Regions from separate parts of the Lactuca sativa genome. Here region 2 is linked to region 1. Evidence: chromatin contacts called from public Hi-C data. All regions are on one chromosome and are shown on one strand. The core of a region is the stretch at or near the end of the contact, and the rest is flanking DNA. Distances in the headings are between cores, read along the strand shown.

What was found. A called contact is a pair of places that touch in the nucleus more often than the background predicts.
Region 2: a Hi-C map of leaf shows a contact between it and region 1, with 4 times the contacts expected there. The contact joins the promoter of LOC111899378 here to the promoter of LOC111899376 in region 1. A contact is called at or near these places in 2 of 4 Hi-C or Micro-C datasets (both in leaf).

What each region holds. Positions count from the first base shown.
Region 1 is chr1:99,071,349-99,076,727 of Lsat_Salinas_v11, forward strand. LOC111899376 reads right to left here and starts at 3,324. Exons shown (of 4, transcript XM_052771742.1): 1 at 3,059-3,324; 2 at 1,440-2,497; 3 at 1-594. The coding sequence starts at 2,408.
Region 2 is chr1:99,288,271-99,293,563 of Lsat_Salinas_v11, forward strand. It overlaps LOC111899378 (ankyrin repeat protein SKIP35-like), which reads right to left and starts at 2,003. Exons shown (of 5, transcript XM_052771749.1): 1 at 1,815-2,003; 2 at 1,498-1,700; 3 at 584-1,422; 4 at 63-495. The coding sequence starts at 1,179. LOC111899490 (U6 spliceosomal RNA) reads right to left here and starts at 3,126; the gene lies at 3,024-3,126.

The DNA.
Region 1 (5,379 bases), core at 2,074-4,573:
CCTACAATTCAAATCCGGATCCATTGAATTCGAACACTCATTTATAAACAAAATCGCATCCAACAAACTCTCCTTCGCCAACCCAATCATATCATACGCCTGGGCCCGCCTCCACAAACTTTTCGCGTGCCTATTGACGGGATTATGCAAACAAAGGGCCCGCGTGGCATCACTAATGGCGGTTAAAGGTTGTTGCAACAAAAGGTAGCATTGGGCGCGATTACTGTATAAAACAACTCTTTCTTTTTTGGATCTTACGGGGCATAAGGAGAGGGCTTCTGAGTATTTTAAGGCGGCGGCTTGGATGTTTCCGGAAGAAAAGAGGGAGTTGCCTTCGAGTTTGACGACTAAGGCGGCGGCTTGTTTGATGTGGAGGTCTTCTTTTGGCATGGATTTTTCCCATTTGAAACGTTCGCGGGAATCGAGGAGGGATTCGATGTCTTCTTGGGTTCGGTTGCTGATGGAATTGCGGTTTCCGGTGGAATTGATGGATTCTTGGAGGACGTTGAGGATGGAATCCCCGAGTTTTTTGTGGTCCCCGAGGGTTTGGATTTCTGCGAGGTCCAGAACTGCTGGTGCTGCTTTTTCGATCACCTGTAAGGAATGGAATGTTGTGAGGTTTTGGATTGAGGATGGAATTGGAATTCGAGATTCCATTCCGGCGTGTTTGGTTGTTGAATGGATGGAATTCAACTCTGTCATCATCATGTTTTTTTTTTAATGAAAAAGACCTTGTATTTTTTCAATTTTTCCAAAAAAACCCATCAACTTTGTCTTCTTTTTTTTTTCGGAAAAAAACCCTCAACCTTCGAATGTTTCCAAAGAAATCCTCAACTTTTTTAGTTTTTTCTGAAAAAACCCCTCACATTTTATAGTCTTTTTTTTAGGGAAAAAAGACTAAAAGGGCTAGATCGGAAAAAAGAAAAAAATGCAAGGTCTTTTTTTCATGAAAAAAATAAAGTTGAGGTTTGATCCGGGAAAAAAAAAAAAACACAAAATATAAGGTCTTTTATGAGATTAACACTAAATATATTGAAATAAACAAAAATAAAAATCAGTTATATATATTTAGAGTACTAAAAAATGGTTAGAATATAAACAAAAGGGAAAATTACAGGTAATAAAAAAAAACTTTAAATTTTGGGCGATTTTGCGGTTTTATTGCTTATACATTATCTTTTTCCAATCAAACCATAAAAGTTTCAGAATTTTTTTCTTCTGAATTTACCATTTTGACCTGATATAACATTTCAAAATGGTTAATTTGGAAAATGAATGAAACTTGTATGGTTTGATTAGAAAATGATAAAAGTATTAGTGGATAAACCGTAATACTGCCCAAATTATAATGTTTTTTTCTTTTTTTGTAATTTGCCCTGGATAAAATAATAAATTATAAATGAGTTAAATTTTATCTTGTTAAGTTTATTAGATATTACCTTATGGAAGGTATTAGGATCTTGAAGCAACCATAGAAGACAATCAATAGCCATATATTGCCAGTCATCTGAAGATCGTGCAATATTACATAATGACTCAATTACCCCTGGGCAACTGCTAACAGGTCCTCTTCCAAATTTATGATGACAAATTGTTCTCAATAACCCAATACCTGCTGGTGAATTTTCATTCACAAGTCCACCCCACATTCCAGGAAGTTTCACAAGAAACTCAGGTTTGCATATTGTAGAAAGAAACTCAGGCTTAAAAGCAAAACAATTTATAAGTTGAAGAGACCAACACTGTAATTGACTAGCCCATTCCTCAGCTTTCCTTGATTCCATCTCTACACCACCCATGCCACGTGTCAAAAGATCACAATGGTAACTAAGTCTTCTGTCAGCATACTGATAAAAGTGAGAGTAAACAATCTCAAGTGAACTCATTGCTAATTGTATACAAAGTTCAAGAATCTCTCCATGACTTGAAACAGCAGGGAATGTGCTTGCATATGTAGCTAAATGTCCTAAAGCTCTTACAGCAACTCTTTGTTCAACCCAAGTTAATCTGCCTCTCAAAAGTTCAACCAAAGGTGGGATTACCCCTGCATTCACTGCAGTTTCTGCAAAATCTTCCATGTTCATGGTGTATGATCCGATTATATGTGCAGCATAATAAGGGATGTAGATGTTTTGATCATGAGATAGCCATCTGCGATTCTTTAAGCCTTTCCAAATGAGAGCTGACATGCATTCAAAGATACCTAATTCTATGAACTCTGGATCATTAGGATGTGCCATGGCTGTGTTCCAAAGGCCACTTATTGGGAGAACTTGACCATCATCATCTTGTGAAGGAAGCTCTCTGAAAAACTTCATGATGCTTGCTCTTCGTTTGTTTGGGTTTCCTTCTTTCATGACACAGAAAAAGCATCCGGGGTATGGGCAATCTGGGATGTGTTTTTCCATGCTTATTGACTTGAATTGATTACTCAGAAAGTCAGAATTCTGTTACCATGAAGTTACTTTCTAGTTTCTCATAAACCACCAAATGTACACTGCATTGCAAAGAGGTATAATCATATGAGCTTATGAGCTTATGATCTTATCATGAACTATAAGTGTCTTTTACTTCCATATGAACAGATAGCTAATAAACTGAAACCATACAGTGATACAGAACATGATAGATGGAGATATTCTAAGCATTATGTCAAAGTAAAAGCAAACCATCTAAGATTTGCAAATGCCATCAAAACACATCTGCATAGTTTCAGATCCATATGATGAGCTTTAGGGTTAAAAAGTTCAAAAAGAAGATAATTTTAACAAATGGTGAACTTTCATGTTGATTTCCCCCAAAAACCATGTCTAAATCACAGTTTACAAATAGAAAAATGTCACAAATCTAGAATAACAAAAGAAAAGGAAAAATCCTAAATCAACTAAGGAAAATCCATAATGACAATCGAACAATGAATTCTAACAGGCTTCAACACCTATTAAAAGCTAACCTAAACGCGAAGAAAAAAGTATTAACTTTTAAATTATGCTTCAGCTAAACAACACAATTCAGTAAATTCACATTGCAAAAGCAATTACTGAGTACGTGATGTTACCAAGAAATGTAAAAAGAGATCGAAGAGCATAGGAGCCGACATCAGGATAGTAACATCAGTACCATCAGTAGACGTTCACCGCCTTGCCTGAGTTCTCACACGGCTGCAGAATTGACGGCGGTTAGTAGTCGCCGATCTCGGTGGAGCAAGAGCGCCTGATTCACTGAAAATGAGTAGTGGGAGAGAGAAGGTGCGATTTGGGGAATTGCAGACAACCCTGGGGTTTTTACCGATTGCGAGGGGGTTCATTCAAAAAGGCAACGAGCAAAAGAAAATTTAGGACCAAATAAATTAATAGTACGTTTTTTTTTTTTTTTTTTTTTTTTTTTTTTGTATAAATATTTGAGAAGTGATTAGGTGGTGGTTGGAATAATGAATAATTTTTTAAATTTGGAAAGAAATAAAGTATTAGTTAATGTTATTAAATGACAATTTTGATATTTATATTTAAAGATGTGACTAATCATAAAAATACCCATTTAATAAATTTGAATTGACTACCTTTGATCTTGTAATAAAAAGATAGGATGGTTCTCAATTTGGTTTTTGTGAATTGCAAAATCACTAAAATGGTCTCTTCTATAATATAACCTTTTTTTTGGTTTTGTAGAGTATTTCACAATTTTGCTTGTTAAAATGTATAAAGAATGATTGATATGAACTTTGGAAGGTAAGTAGGTTGCTACAAAATGTTTATTAACTTAATGTAGTTAATGCAAATTAAATTTTAGATAAGTATGGAAGGAAAAAAAGCAACCAAGTAAAGATAAAATAGTAAAAGACCAATGTTGCAATTATAGGATAGCTAAGGGCAAGCAAGTAAAGAAAAGGAACTAAAGGGTCAAACCGACCTTTTTTAAAAAAACAACACCTTAAATTTAATGGTTCGATATTTTATGTACAAGTAAAGTGCATGTAGACAAGTAAGGAAACAGACAAATAATATAGAGAATTATATGTCGATTAGTTGCGAATAATAGATTCAATTATTATTAATATGATTACCAACTTTCGTCTAGAAACTAGATTGATCATTCTCGATTAGATCTGACTATAATAAAGGTAGAAGGAGAGTATCCTGTTGGACGAAATTAAAAAACAAAACAATAATGTAAAACCGACCTATTAATGGTTGATCTTGAACATGGAATAACTGCACGGATCGAACTCTTGTCCTTAAAGGTTTTTTCTTCGCTTATATTGGATGTAAGCAACAAAGTAAAACCCCAGGATTTAATGCAGATCTATCGATTATCCAACAGCATTGGAAATCGATAAACACAAAGTGAATACTCGGAAACTTGAAGAAAATCGCAGAGAGAGGGAGAGAGCTTCGAATTTTCGTGAGTGTCAAATACGGCTCCTAAGGATCAGTATTTATAGATGCTGAAACCGTAGAAGGCATGAAACGACCCTTATAGGTCGGCCCCTAGAAACCCTAGGGCAACGACTTGCTCTCCAAGCAAGTTGTTTCCTGATCCTTCCAGATAATTCGGACTTGTGCTCCATGAAGTCAACGACAGTCAACCATTAATCGGATCGGTCAAATCAGCTTGACCCGAACTCGTCAAAAATAAAAGCTCCTCGGCTCCCAGCCTATTGACGGTTGATCTTGGACGTGGAATAACTACACGGATCGGACTCCTGTCCTTAAAGGTTTTTACTTCGCTTCTATTGGCTATAAGCAACAAAGTAAAACCCCAGGATTTAATGCAGATCTATCGATTATCCAACAACATTGGAAATCGATAAACACAAAGTGAATACTCGGAAACTTGAAGAAAATCACACAGAGAGGGAGAGAGCTTCGAATTTTTGTGTGTGTCAAATACGGCTCCTAAGGATCAATATTTATAGGTGTCGAAACCCTAGAAGGCATGAAACGGGCCCTCATAGGTCGGCCCCTAGAAACCCTAGGGCAACGACTTGCTCTCCAAGCAAGTTGTTTCCTGATCCTTCTAGATAATTCGCACTTGTCCTCCATGAAGTCAACGGCGGTCAACCATTGACCGGAACGGTCAAATCGGCTTGACCCGAACTCGTCAAAAATAAAAGCTCCTTGGCTCCTAGCGACCAATGCGTCGTGCACCTAAATCGCGCCATTTCGCGCACTCGCGGCGTTGGCTAGTGCTAGGCTAGGCTAGGCGCACGTGTGGGCTTGGCCCATTCCTTTGATCCACTAAAGCCTTTGATGGCCTATGGAGGGAATAAGCTTATAAACCCACAAATATTTCTTCCTCCCACCAATGTGGGATACAAAGGAAAATACCAACTTGCAATTCATTTATATATATATATATATATATATATATATATATATA
Region 2 (5,293 bases), core at 753-3,252, 220 kb after region 1:
GATAAGAATGGAATGGAATCGTTGATTCCATTCCATCCAAAAAAAAAAAAAAAAAAACTTACTTGCAATAAGATGCGAACAAGCTCTGTGCTTCCGAATCTTGAAGCTTCAAGAAAGCATTGATTGACATTATCGGCGCCTCCTTCTACTAACATGGCCAACAACCCTTGAATTGCAGTTGCTGACATACCTGATGCCCAACCAGGATCAAAAGAACTAGAAAATAAAGTAAGAGGAAAACAAGCTGCATCGAATGCTTCTGTGAAATCCTTCCCTGTTAAATGATTCCCAGCAAGATCCAAGAAAGTCTTGAAAGCTGACAACTGTAATTGAACTTGAGCAGCGGAATTCTGATTCACTCTGTCTTTGTTCCCTTGACAACGGGAATGGAATCCTATACATTTCAATGCCCATTCCGTGAACTTCTGGACTTTAGCACCAGCTTCGGCTTTCAACACTTCATCCCCATTACACTCCTGTAATCGTTCATGTAACCTAAAAAAAAATCAGGGTGTTATCGATTAAATAACAGAAAAGGTGAAGAGGAAGAGGAAGAGGAAGAGGAAGGGGAAAAGAAAATTACCGTTTTGCCATTACGGATACGGTATCTGCAAGGCTCATAGTGCGGCTTTGACAGGCGGAAACACATGAAGCTAAGAAGGAAGTTCTTAATGCTGCTCTTGTGAAATCAGAAGCACCATTGGAGATTATGGTTTTGATTAAAGCAGTGATTCCATCGAGTTCATGATGGGTGCTTAAAAACCAAATTGAATCGAGTGAAATGCAGAGAGCATCATTAAGTGTTTGTGGATCTGCTAAAGAGATCAAACTTTCTGCAAGTTCCCAATCATGGGAACTCACTGCACCTTGAAACAATCGCCCCAATTCAATCCTATCTTGTCTACTAAGTTTCTTCTCTTGTGAACATTTTTCAAATTTTATAGCTCCAGAATCTGTTGAGAGCAAGGTGGATTTACTTACAAGAGGTGATGATTCTTTTGAGAACACCACGTTTTCATCATCCCTGTCGTCTGATTTGCAGGTTACAGTATCGTTATTTTGAGTCTCTATTCTAGTTTCATCGGTTTCCATCTCATCAGATTCATGGTTTGTATGATTTCCTATCAAAAATAAGGCTTCCTCATCTCCCACGGCTGCCACAACTTTCTTTTTATCCATTTTTCTAAAAGCTCTTGATCGATTAACAGCTTGAAGATGGTAAAATCAATCCCTTGAAGCAGCAGCAGGATGCATCCCAAACGTTGATTGTTTTTCTCTCCGATAAACAATCGCAGATGTAACAGATTTGATTTTGATTTATTTCCCTCGAGCTTATCTCAATAAACAGCTGGCAACAACTAAAGAGATCCGGAAATCGATCTTACGCTCAGCGAAAACGAAACCCAAATCGGTTCGAGATTCCTGTTTGTTCACGGAACGATCTAGGTTAAACGCATCGTCAAATTTGTAGAAAAAAGAGATGGTTGTAAGTTGTACCCCATACGCAGAAACAATTTCCCTAAATTTAGAACTTATCACACAAGGGGCTTCAAGGGTACAAGCAAAGAAATCCAAAACATCATAAAATCCAGAAAACCCGGTCAAGTCCCAACCTTATCTTACCAATTACCGACAATCATCGTCCGTAAACATGGAATCCAAGAACACCCGAACTACCACAAGAATCTGGGTTCCGTTATCTGAAAGAATAGACACCAAAAACGAAAAGTTCTCAAAAGGAAAGTTGAGAAGATGGATGAAAAAAAACAAATGGGCATAGATGATTAGATTAGTGATAACAATTAACAACAAACCTGATCGATCGATCGACCGATTGATTGATTAGGGTCGAAGGAGAGTGCGTGTGTGTGAGAGAGAGTCACCTTGGCTGGATGGTATTTCTGCAAATGAGTTTCTCGCCTCACCTTTACCTTTCCCCACTGCTCTCTCTCTCTCTCTCTCTTCTCTCTCTCCCCCTCTCTCTTTCTTTCTCTCTCTACGTTAATACATCTTTTTAGGTTTTTTTGGTTTCTTGAAAGAATATATGTGGTGAATTTGAGAAGTCTGTAAATTTGTTGTCTGGTTTGAAAAAATTTAAACCACAGGGTTTATTTGGTCCATTCGTTTATATTGGAATATCATTCATTTTGATTGAATAGAACTTAAAAAAGTTTTTGATAAAATTAGTTGGCAGTTACCGATTTAAAGATAAAAGTTGTAATTTTTATTTATATATTAATGTTTAATAAAATTAGTTAAAAGTTTTTAAAATATATAAGATTATGATATTTTTAAATTTTAAACAGAATATAATTTTAAAAAAAGATATATAAGTCAATTTGAAAAAATATAAAAAAAGTTTTTTGTTTAAGTTAAACATATTACATATCGAAGCTTTTCAAGTTTTTTTAAGGGATAATGACTTAGGAGGGTAATTAAGTTTCCAGTTTGTTCGTATTAGGTCATTAAGGTTTTTTTTGTGCGTATTAGACCAATATGGTTGTTATTACCGTTTAGAAATAGTCTTTTTTACCGGTTTCTTCATGTTTAACCAATAAAAATGACTATTTCTAAACAATAATAACAACCATATTGGTATAATACGCAGAAAAAAAACCTTAGTGACTTAATATAGACAAACTGAAAACCTAATTACCCTCCTAAGTCATTAACCCTAATTATTTAGAAAACATGCTTACTAATCAATGTGACCGACTTGTTTGACTGGAAATAGTTGCTTCCATTTAAATTTATCACACAAATCTTCCAGAATTTCCAAGTCCAAAAATTCATATGATTGATGATCTTCATTACATAAATATGCAACATTTTATCAATAACTTCTTTTTTGTCATTTAAATATTTACATGAACACATCCATATGTACAAAAACAATCTCACTTTGATACCTCTCATCAATGTCTACATTTGATAACGAATGGAAATATAAAACCAACAAGGACTTGTAAAGGATGTCTATTATCAATTATTGTATAAACAGCAAAGACGACGAAGGGTTTAAAAAAAGTTTGGACCATTTCTCGATTTGTGTGTGTCATCTTTGCGCATGGGTCATGCTAATCTTCTATGTATCTTTCCAATTTTATCGGATGTCCCCGAAACGACGACTATAAATGAAAAGCTTCGTCATATAGATGAGTAGCAGGTTCTTCTTCTAGTCAATATGAGACGACACGAGTTCTAAACGAACTAGTTTACTGTTGATGATCATATATTCTCAATGTCTTTAAAATTAAGGTTAATGACTTAGGAGGGTAATTAGGTTTCTAGTTTGTCCGTATTAGGTCACAAAGGTTTTTTTTGTACGTATTAGACCAATATGATTGTTATTACCGTTTACAAATAGTCATTTTTACGGGTTAAATAGAAAGAAACCGGTAAAAATTACTATTTATAAACGGTAATAAGAATCATATTGGTCTAATACGCACAAAAAAAACCTTAGTGATTTAATACGGACAAACTAAAAACCAAATTATCCTACTAAGTCACTATCCATTTTTTTTAACTAAAAATGAAATCTTAAAAATTGTACGGCTGTGTACCCTAAAACTATTTTTTTTTAATAATGTGGTCCTATAAATAGTTTACGGGGGATATAAATCCTTTTGTTCTTTTTGCTTCTTTTAAACGATTTTCTTGTTGTTTACGTTATTTGTTTTCTCATGTTTGATATGAATTTTACTATTTATGTGACATTTATTTTATTTGATGATGATTTTAATCAATCATATATTTCATATATTAATAAAAGGAAAACGATAGTGATTAGGTTTGACTTTAGTTGCGTATTCTTGAAATTTTGTAGGTTACATGTACATGAAATGAAGTCATGTTAAATAATTTAATATTAAAGTGATATTAATAACTATAAATCTAATTAAATAAAAGTTTTAATTGTATTATTTATTACTTTGCGTTTTAAATAATTGAAGATGACATTGACATCAGAAACGACCATATTACATGTTAATAATTTAAAATAATTATTTAACATATAAAAATTTATCTAATCAATAATAGCTATGATATTTTCATAAATAATTAAATTTCTAAATGTATCGACACAAGAACATGGATAAAACCTTTTATGTTGTATTTCATGCTTTAAAATCGATATATAAAATTTTATTAATACATGTTTACAGAAGGAGTAAAAGAGAATGGACTAAGGGTTTGATTCGAAATAATACATAGATATAATTTTTAAGTATTAAAATCTTATATTTATCTCATAAACTTTAAAATATCATATTTATCATAAACTTGTTATTTTAAACATATTTAATGATTTTAAATTATTATTTTAATGATTTGATTAGTATATCCTTTTAATTGTTATCATTAAAAACTTATATTATACCCCTTGATATCATATTGAGTTTAGGTAGTGGTGGATCGAGGAAGTTTGTATTATATGCTTAAAGTTTTGAACAAACGATTAGGGACGATGACTCCACTTTATTCACATACGATTTGATTTGATCATACCTAGTGTTTTAAATAACGTTAGACATGACTTGGCGGCAATGCCAAACTTTAAGCTTTTACGAATCACATAGTTTGTAAGATGTAACAAAAGGTGGCAATTTTATATTGTATATAATTAATAATTTTATAGATTTTTTCTACTATTATTCATTTTTATATACATATATGACTTAAGACAACATTTTGTTAAAGTTTGTTGTCCAGTACAAGTCTTAGAGCCATGGCACGTCATGACGAGCTTTTAGAACTTTGATCATATTTGTACATTGTAGATGGTTGATCACTGAACCCAATAGAAGGTTAAGGGATTTGAAGACCAACGGAAGATTATTGGAGACACAAGCTAAGTAATTTGTACACTCTAATGTGATACCTTACAATTTATTATGAATTTGTCATTTTTTTGCTTTCGGTTTATGTATTGGTTACCATGAAAATGAAAAGATGAACCCAAAAATTCATCAAGGACTGCAGCAAATTACGGACTATAGCACACCCAAATCCCGCTAACTTTGACCAACTTCTGACAGTGTTACCCATATTGTCGTTTTTCAAACCTAAACTACTGAACAACCAGAAATTATAATAATAATAATAATAATAATAATAATAATAATAATAATAATAATAATTATACATTTTATCGAATAAATAAAATCTTTGAATATAGTAATTGTTTTTCGTATGCATTACGAGCTACTAAATAATTATTGTTTACACAATATGTAAACAAATATGTAACATCCTAAAAATCAGGGTAAAATTTTCATTTTTAAAACTC